Linked DNA regions of Zea mays: region 1 is linked to region 2. Evidence: chromatin contacts called from public Hi-C data. All regions are on one chromosome and are shown on one strand. The core of a region is the stretch at or near the end of the contact, and the rest is flanking DNA. Distances in the headings are between cores, read along the strand shown. Region 1 holds the start of LOC103627618. Region 2 holds the start of LOC103627615 (transcription factor bHLH49).

Region 1 (3,064 bases), core at 539-3,038, 280 kb after region 2:
GTAGGGACATTATGCCTGAACCAATATAAACCTTGCGCGCATCGAGCACACCATCTAGAACCCAGAACACACACATACAAATTTACTTGTCAGAGTGGAGGTTCGAAACACTGCTAGTTGGCGCGCGAAGTAGGATGACCGATCGCGATATGCAAGTTTACTCAACAAACTTTCCGGGCTTCTGATGGCCGGTCATGATGTTGATCGGTCCCCTGAGGCGGCAATCCATTTCGAGAACCTCAACTTCATCCTCGATGGCGAAGGGGAGATGGCCAGGGCCCCAGAAGCCCGACCCCTTCTATCCAGGAGTCTCGACACTACTACGAGAGCCCATGGTGGCCCCGTATCGCTTACACCTAGAGATAGCAATGGATACCTGAAATCCGAATACCTGACGAGTTTTACCCGATATGGAGGCAGGGACGAGATTATTTCTCTACTCACGGGTATGTTAGTGGGAAAGAATTTCTACCTGTTTGGGTAGACGGGTACGGGTTGGTACTACCCATACCCGTCTACCCATGGGTAAAATATACCCGCATCAATACCATTATAACCATCTAATAGAGCTCATCTTATCGAAAATAAAACCCTTCTGTAGCTATCATTTGTCTAGCTACCAAATTATGTAATCATTTGATTTGTTATATGTGAAGTTGAACTTGTTTTTGTATGTTTATTTAATATTTTGAGTGATTAGTATATTGGAATTCAAGTCTTTCCTAGAAGGTACGGGTTATCCGATGGGTAAAAATACCCGTGCGGGTATGGGTATGGATAAGATTTTATACCCGCGAGCATATATGGGTAACCCGACAGGTAGAAATTTTTTATGGATATAGGCATGGAATGGTACTACCCGACGGGTATGTACCCGTCGCCATCCATACTTAGACCCATGGAGCGACTTCATCATCAACGAAGAAGGCGAGATGGTCTGGGCGCCGCCAGCCCGACCTTCTTCGCCCGAAAACCCTGATGTTGTTGCGGAGGCACTTGGCGGCCTCAGCCTTGCCCCGCACGGGCAAGGTACGGGACATGGACCATTTCCACCTTCTGATACCGACGAGATAAGGCGACAGATTGCAATCCACATGGGGCCAACCCCTCGTATAATGATTTATGGGCCTTCTTCTCGCCCTACGCGAAACTTTTCGTGATGTACAACGAGGAAAGGTTACCCTGCCATGATGGCTCAGGCAGCAGCCCTGATGTGTTTCCACAGCGCCTGCCCCACGCCCCGGGGGTGATTGCGACCCTCATGGCTCAGGGTCGCCTCCCTACTACCAATGGTCTGGAGTTCGTAGGGATGGTTGGCGACGATGGGGACCTCATCTTCGATGCACTCTACCTGGACACAAGACTCGGACTGTAGCTCCGCAACGAGGAGTGAGGAAGGCCCCGATGATGGGGAAACAAAGGTTGTCATTAACACATGTTTATGGGCCTTTGTTGGGTCTTGACAAGCAAGGCCTAAGCTAGCCCTCGTGGCTAAGGGTCACCTACCTACTATCGATGACCTAGAGTTCGTACGGATGGTCGACGGCGATGGGTGGTCTCGTCTTCGACGCACTCCGCTCGGACTCAGACTTGGACCCTGGCTCCCTAACGAGCAGCGGGAAAGGCCCAGCGATAGGGAAACAAAGCTCGTCATTTACACATGTTTATGGGCCTTTGTTGGGTCTTGCCAAGCAAGGCCTAAACTGGTCCTGACTTATGAGGGACAGTGTCCAACGGGTTGCCGGGTCGGTATGTCGGCAGGCCCAACTGCCCAAGTCAAGCTGAACTCTTGGTAAAGAAGAAAGAAAGCGGAGGGTTTAGCCAGAAACTAGCGGAGAACCCCTTCGCGGCGCAGCTCCTTTCTTCCTCCTCGGCCCTCGCGTCTCTTTTCCCAGTCGACGCACCGCCAAAAGCCCTGGGTAGGGTGACTGGGTGTCTGGGTCTCTACGCCTCCCTCGTCATGCTGCGCCGCCTCCGTCTGCGCTCGCCGGTGTGCGCTGTCGCCGGCGCGGCCGCTGCAATGGCGTCGCTCACCAACGTCGCCTACGCCGATGGCCTCTTCCGCCGCCAGTCCCCGCCGTCGAATCCAGGCGACGAGGACAATTTGGGAGCCTCCGCGTTCGGCCGCGACCCGGAGACCCTGGAGCGCATGGCTCGAGCGCTGCGGGAGATCAACAACTCACCGCTCGCCAAGCAGGCAAGGTGCCCGCTCTTTTGCGCCACCTAACGGGTCTGCCCCTCCTGACGTTGTTCATGTTGTTGCTCGGGTGCAGGTGTTTGGACTGATGCGGAAGCAGGAGGAAACACGCCTTACTGAGCTGGAGGCCGAGAAGGTCCAATACGCCATCTACGAGAAGCTCAGGGACATGGTCAGTTCCTGACGCCTTATCCACTTTCTTGATGCACATGATGTTAATGTCGCAGCCAGGACGTCGGCTGCGTCTGAAGAAATTGGTTGCTCACGCGACCCGAACCTCTCTACTACTGAATGAGTGAACGTTCTCTTATTTGCCTAACAGCCTGACTAACTTCCTCGCTTTACTTTGTGGAAATCAATTGCATACGATTGGGTTTACCATTATAATTGGGATTAGTAAAGCATAGTAACTTTACAATGAGATGCCAATTGCCAAAACTTGAAATATTGTGTGCTTCATCAAAACAGTGAACGTGCAAAACAACTCTGGCTGACCTTCGTGGATAGCAAGTAACTACGAATTTAAAATTCCACAACTTCACAGGATACAAAATGGACAACTGACCAACATGAGAAGTTAGAACTGTAGAACATCGGTGATGTGTTAAGAGTTTTTCAACTTCTCCCTCTCTCTGCACGCGCGCGTTCATCCAACTATTGTGGTTCTTTGGTGTGGATTTCCAGCACTGAACTTATGTCCCTTGGGTGATCCTCAATATCTGATCTGCAGGAAAGGATGGAGAAAAAAGCTGAAGATTACAGAAATAGTTTGCAACAAGAAGCACAAGTAAAAGCTCAAGCATTACGCTTTGAGGATGAATTAGCTAGAAAAAGAATGCAGGTATTGGACAGTCTCCTTTTGTATTT
Region 2 (3,109 bases), core at 134-2,633:
CTGCAGAAAGCACAAGGCACTCGGTTCAGTTGAGGGCTTCAGAACGGGAGGTAGCGGAACGGAGGACAGCTGACTTAGCTACATACGTTGAGGCACGGCTCGATGGTCGACGGTCCGGCGGCCACCGAGACCGACGGGGCAGCCGACACAGGGCAGCTTGCGGCGGCGGGCGCGTACAGGTTGCTGAGGACCATGTCCAGCGGCCCAAAGCCAGTGGAGCCCGCCGCTGCAGACGGGTGCACTACCTGCTGCATGGGGCTCATGCTCATCTGAAGGCAGGACGGCTCCAGCTGGCCGGCCGCCGGGCCGCACGCCTGCTTCAGCTGGCGGCCGAAGAGGTCCTCGACGATGTCGAAGCTCACCACCGGGTTGGAAGCGGCGATCTTCATGGACAAGAACTGCGCGCAAGGAGACCCGGCGGTGAGCGATCGCGGAATAACTAGCTGGCTAGCTGGGAGAAGCGGGGAAGATGAAGCAGGACGGTGCCGGTGGGTCGGTACCTCGACTTGCTTCTGCAGGGACTGGACGTAGTTGATGATCTCGTCGAGCATGCCGGCCTTGCCCGTGACCTTGCTGCACCCGGGCACCAGCTCCTGCAGGTACCGCATCCGCTCGCTGATCCTCTCCCTCCTCACCTGCGCGCCAATCCATCAGGCCATGAGTTCTGACGCACGCGGCAGGGTCGTCGGTGCCCACGAACGAGCAGAGCAGCATGGAGCACGCAAAAAAAAAAGTTTGTTCAGTAATGCGGCTGTTAATATTACCCGCTCGGCGAGGCTGTGGCTGTCCGTGGCCTGGCCGCGGCGGGCCCGGACGTGGATGTAGTCGGTCTTCTGGCCGGCAGCCGCCGCCGCCGCCGCAGCCTCGGCCTTCTTCTTGGTGCCAGCCTTTGGCCTCTCCTGCTTCCCTTTCCCGGGCGCCGCCGCGATCTCAGAGAGGCCAGACGGCTGCTGCTTCCCTCTGGGTCTCTTGTTCATGCCGTTCGCACCACCCTGCCAATTTCAGTTTTTTTTTTGACACACAACTGTCAGTCAAAGACTTGACAATTCAGCAGAAGCAGCACCGCCGTCCATGCCTGAACCTCTCACCTTGGCATCGAGGTACGCGTCCGGCCTCCTCTTCCTCAACCCGCCGCTGACGCTGCAAGAGGAGGAATCGTTGCCGTCGCCGGCGCTCGGCGTCGCCACGGCAGGCGGCACGGCGAGATTGGCGCCGCACATGGCGGCACCCAGGTCCGGCCACTCCTGGAGGTAGCCGAAGGCGCTGCACATTGCACCGAACTTGTCGTCGTCGAGGTCGAGCAGCCCCTGGCAGAGGCTCTCAACGGTCCCCTGGCACCGCGCCATTATTACCAGCTGCTTCCCCCGGAGACGGGATCAACTCCGAGTGTTAAGGCTAAGGGAAGGACTGCGGGACAAGCTTTGCCTCAGCAGCTCGGTCGTGAGCCACCGATGAGGAGTGAATCGAAGCAGCGTGGTTATGTAGGAGGAGCGTGTGGCGTGGGGGAGGGTGGGTGAAGGAGCTTGCGCGTCCCTTTCGCTTCTCTGCCCTCCTGAAAAATTTCCCAATCCATATATATAGGGAGAAGGACGGGTGGATATAGATAGGGGAGCCCGGCTCCCTTTCGTTGGGGTGGGGGTGATGGTACTTGGCCGTGGGAGATTGAGATTGGATTTGGCCCTCCCTTTAGGTGCGGTGCGATCATGTGAGGTAGGGCTGGGGCTGGGCACGGTGGTGTGTTTCAGCTGGCAATATTGTAGGGTCCCAATTTGCCCGGGGCCGAGTGCCTTCAGTTACGCATAAACTGCAACGCATCAGGGCATCCCCAAAGCCAGCTTTTTTTAGCATCTTGTAATTCATGCATAGGCATCTTCAAAATTTCACGCGTTCCATACGAAGCTTTCGATGGAGATCGGGGAGGTATGAAAAGAGTGCAAGCGGCAAAGGCTTCTCTTTTGAGGCTCAGGAATGGCTGGGGAAGAACTAGTATCAACTACTCAGGGTTGGCTTCTAGCTGTGCTGTGCGTGTGCAGTGTTGCTCACAGCCATTCTGAATTTCCCCTGATGGTGATGCTGCAAAAGGACGGAGCCTGCTGCAAGCAATAACAGCTTGGACAGCTCTATCTCCTCTGTTCTGGCCTGACCACACGTTATCTGCCACGTCAGCTTTCCAAATTCCACAGTAACACGTATGTACGTGTTGGATCTCTCACCATGTTGCCTCCTTCGGCAAAGCCAGCCAACCTCGCCACGCCAGCGGGGAGGCCAGCCAAACTGTCTCTCTTCGTTAAGCAAGGATAAACCTTGAAAGCATGAATAACAAGGCAGCGGCGGATGAAGGGACCAAAGCACCATGAACTTTGCTCCGCTGGGCAAAGTGAGCACCGGCAAGGAATTCACAGCGCCCTGGACTGCTGGTAGATCATCATCCCAAAACAGAGCAGGGACAAAATGGTCGGTTCACGTGGTTGTAAAAAATTAAATGGATTAAGTTGGCTACAAATGACTGTTTTATCGATTCTCAGATTGTAGCGAATATTATGTCGAAGCCGCCGGAAACGAGCTTTATAATAACAAAAAAAACTGGGCTCATATCTTCAAATACAAACATATCATCTTTTTTTTTCAATAATCATAATTTGTTCTGCGAAAATGAAAATGAGGTGGCTTACCATCTTTTACACCATAGGTTATTGAGCCTTGAAATTTGTGGCAACCAAGCTCTCATACCACTCGAAAGAACTTAGATTGCTATATGGGGTGAATAACCTATAACATTATCATACAAACTCCCAAACTACCGGAGCAAAGTTTGATCATTACAAAAATGGCATTAAAGCGACAACTTACACTAGCACTAATTCACCCTATACATGACTACAAACAATTCTAATAGCTTGGTCATTAGTCTATGTTGATAAAAAAACAATCTACTAACTAGCAAGGTAGAATACAACTAACAAGAGCTATCAATCAAAGGCTATTACCACTAGTTACAATCTAAGTTGGGCTAGTTGAGAAAATATCATACAACAAGTAAATGAGTGTAACTGTAAGAGTAAGTATAGTGAGCAAACCATATGGATCAAGAGATGCCACAATATATATC

The links. Hi-C and Micro-C count contacts between places; a contact is called where the count stands out from the background.
Region 1: a contact with region 2 is called in a Hi-C map of ear, with 1.7 times the contacts expected there. The contact joins the promoter of LOC103627618 here to the promoter of LOC103627615 in region 2. A contact is called at or near these places in 2 of 25 Hi-C or Micro-C datasets (ear and leaf).

What each region holds. Positions count from the first base shown.
Region 1 is chr5:209,297,754-209,300,817 of Zm-B73-REFERENCE-NAM-5.0, forward strand. It overlaps LOC103627618, which reads left to right and starts at 1,789. Exons shown (of 8, transcript XM_008647912.4): 1 at 1,789-2,197; 2 at 2,274-2,369; 3 at 2,928-3,038. The coding sequence starts at 1,961.
Region 2 is chr5:209,022,861-209,025,969 of Zm-B73-REFERENCE-NAM-5.0, forward strand. It overlaps LOC103627615 (transcription factor bHLH49), which reads right to left and starts at 1,384. Exons shown (of 6, transcript NM_001301516.1): 1 at 1,089-1,384; 2 at 765-992; 3 at 501-635; 4 at 87-398. The coding sequence starts at 1,346.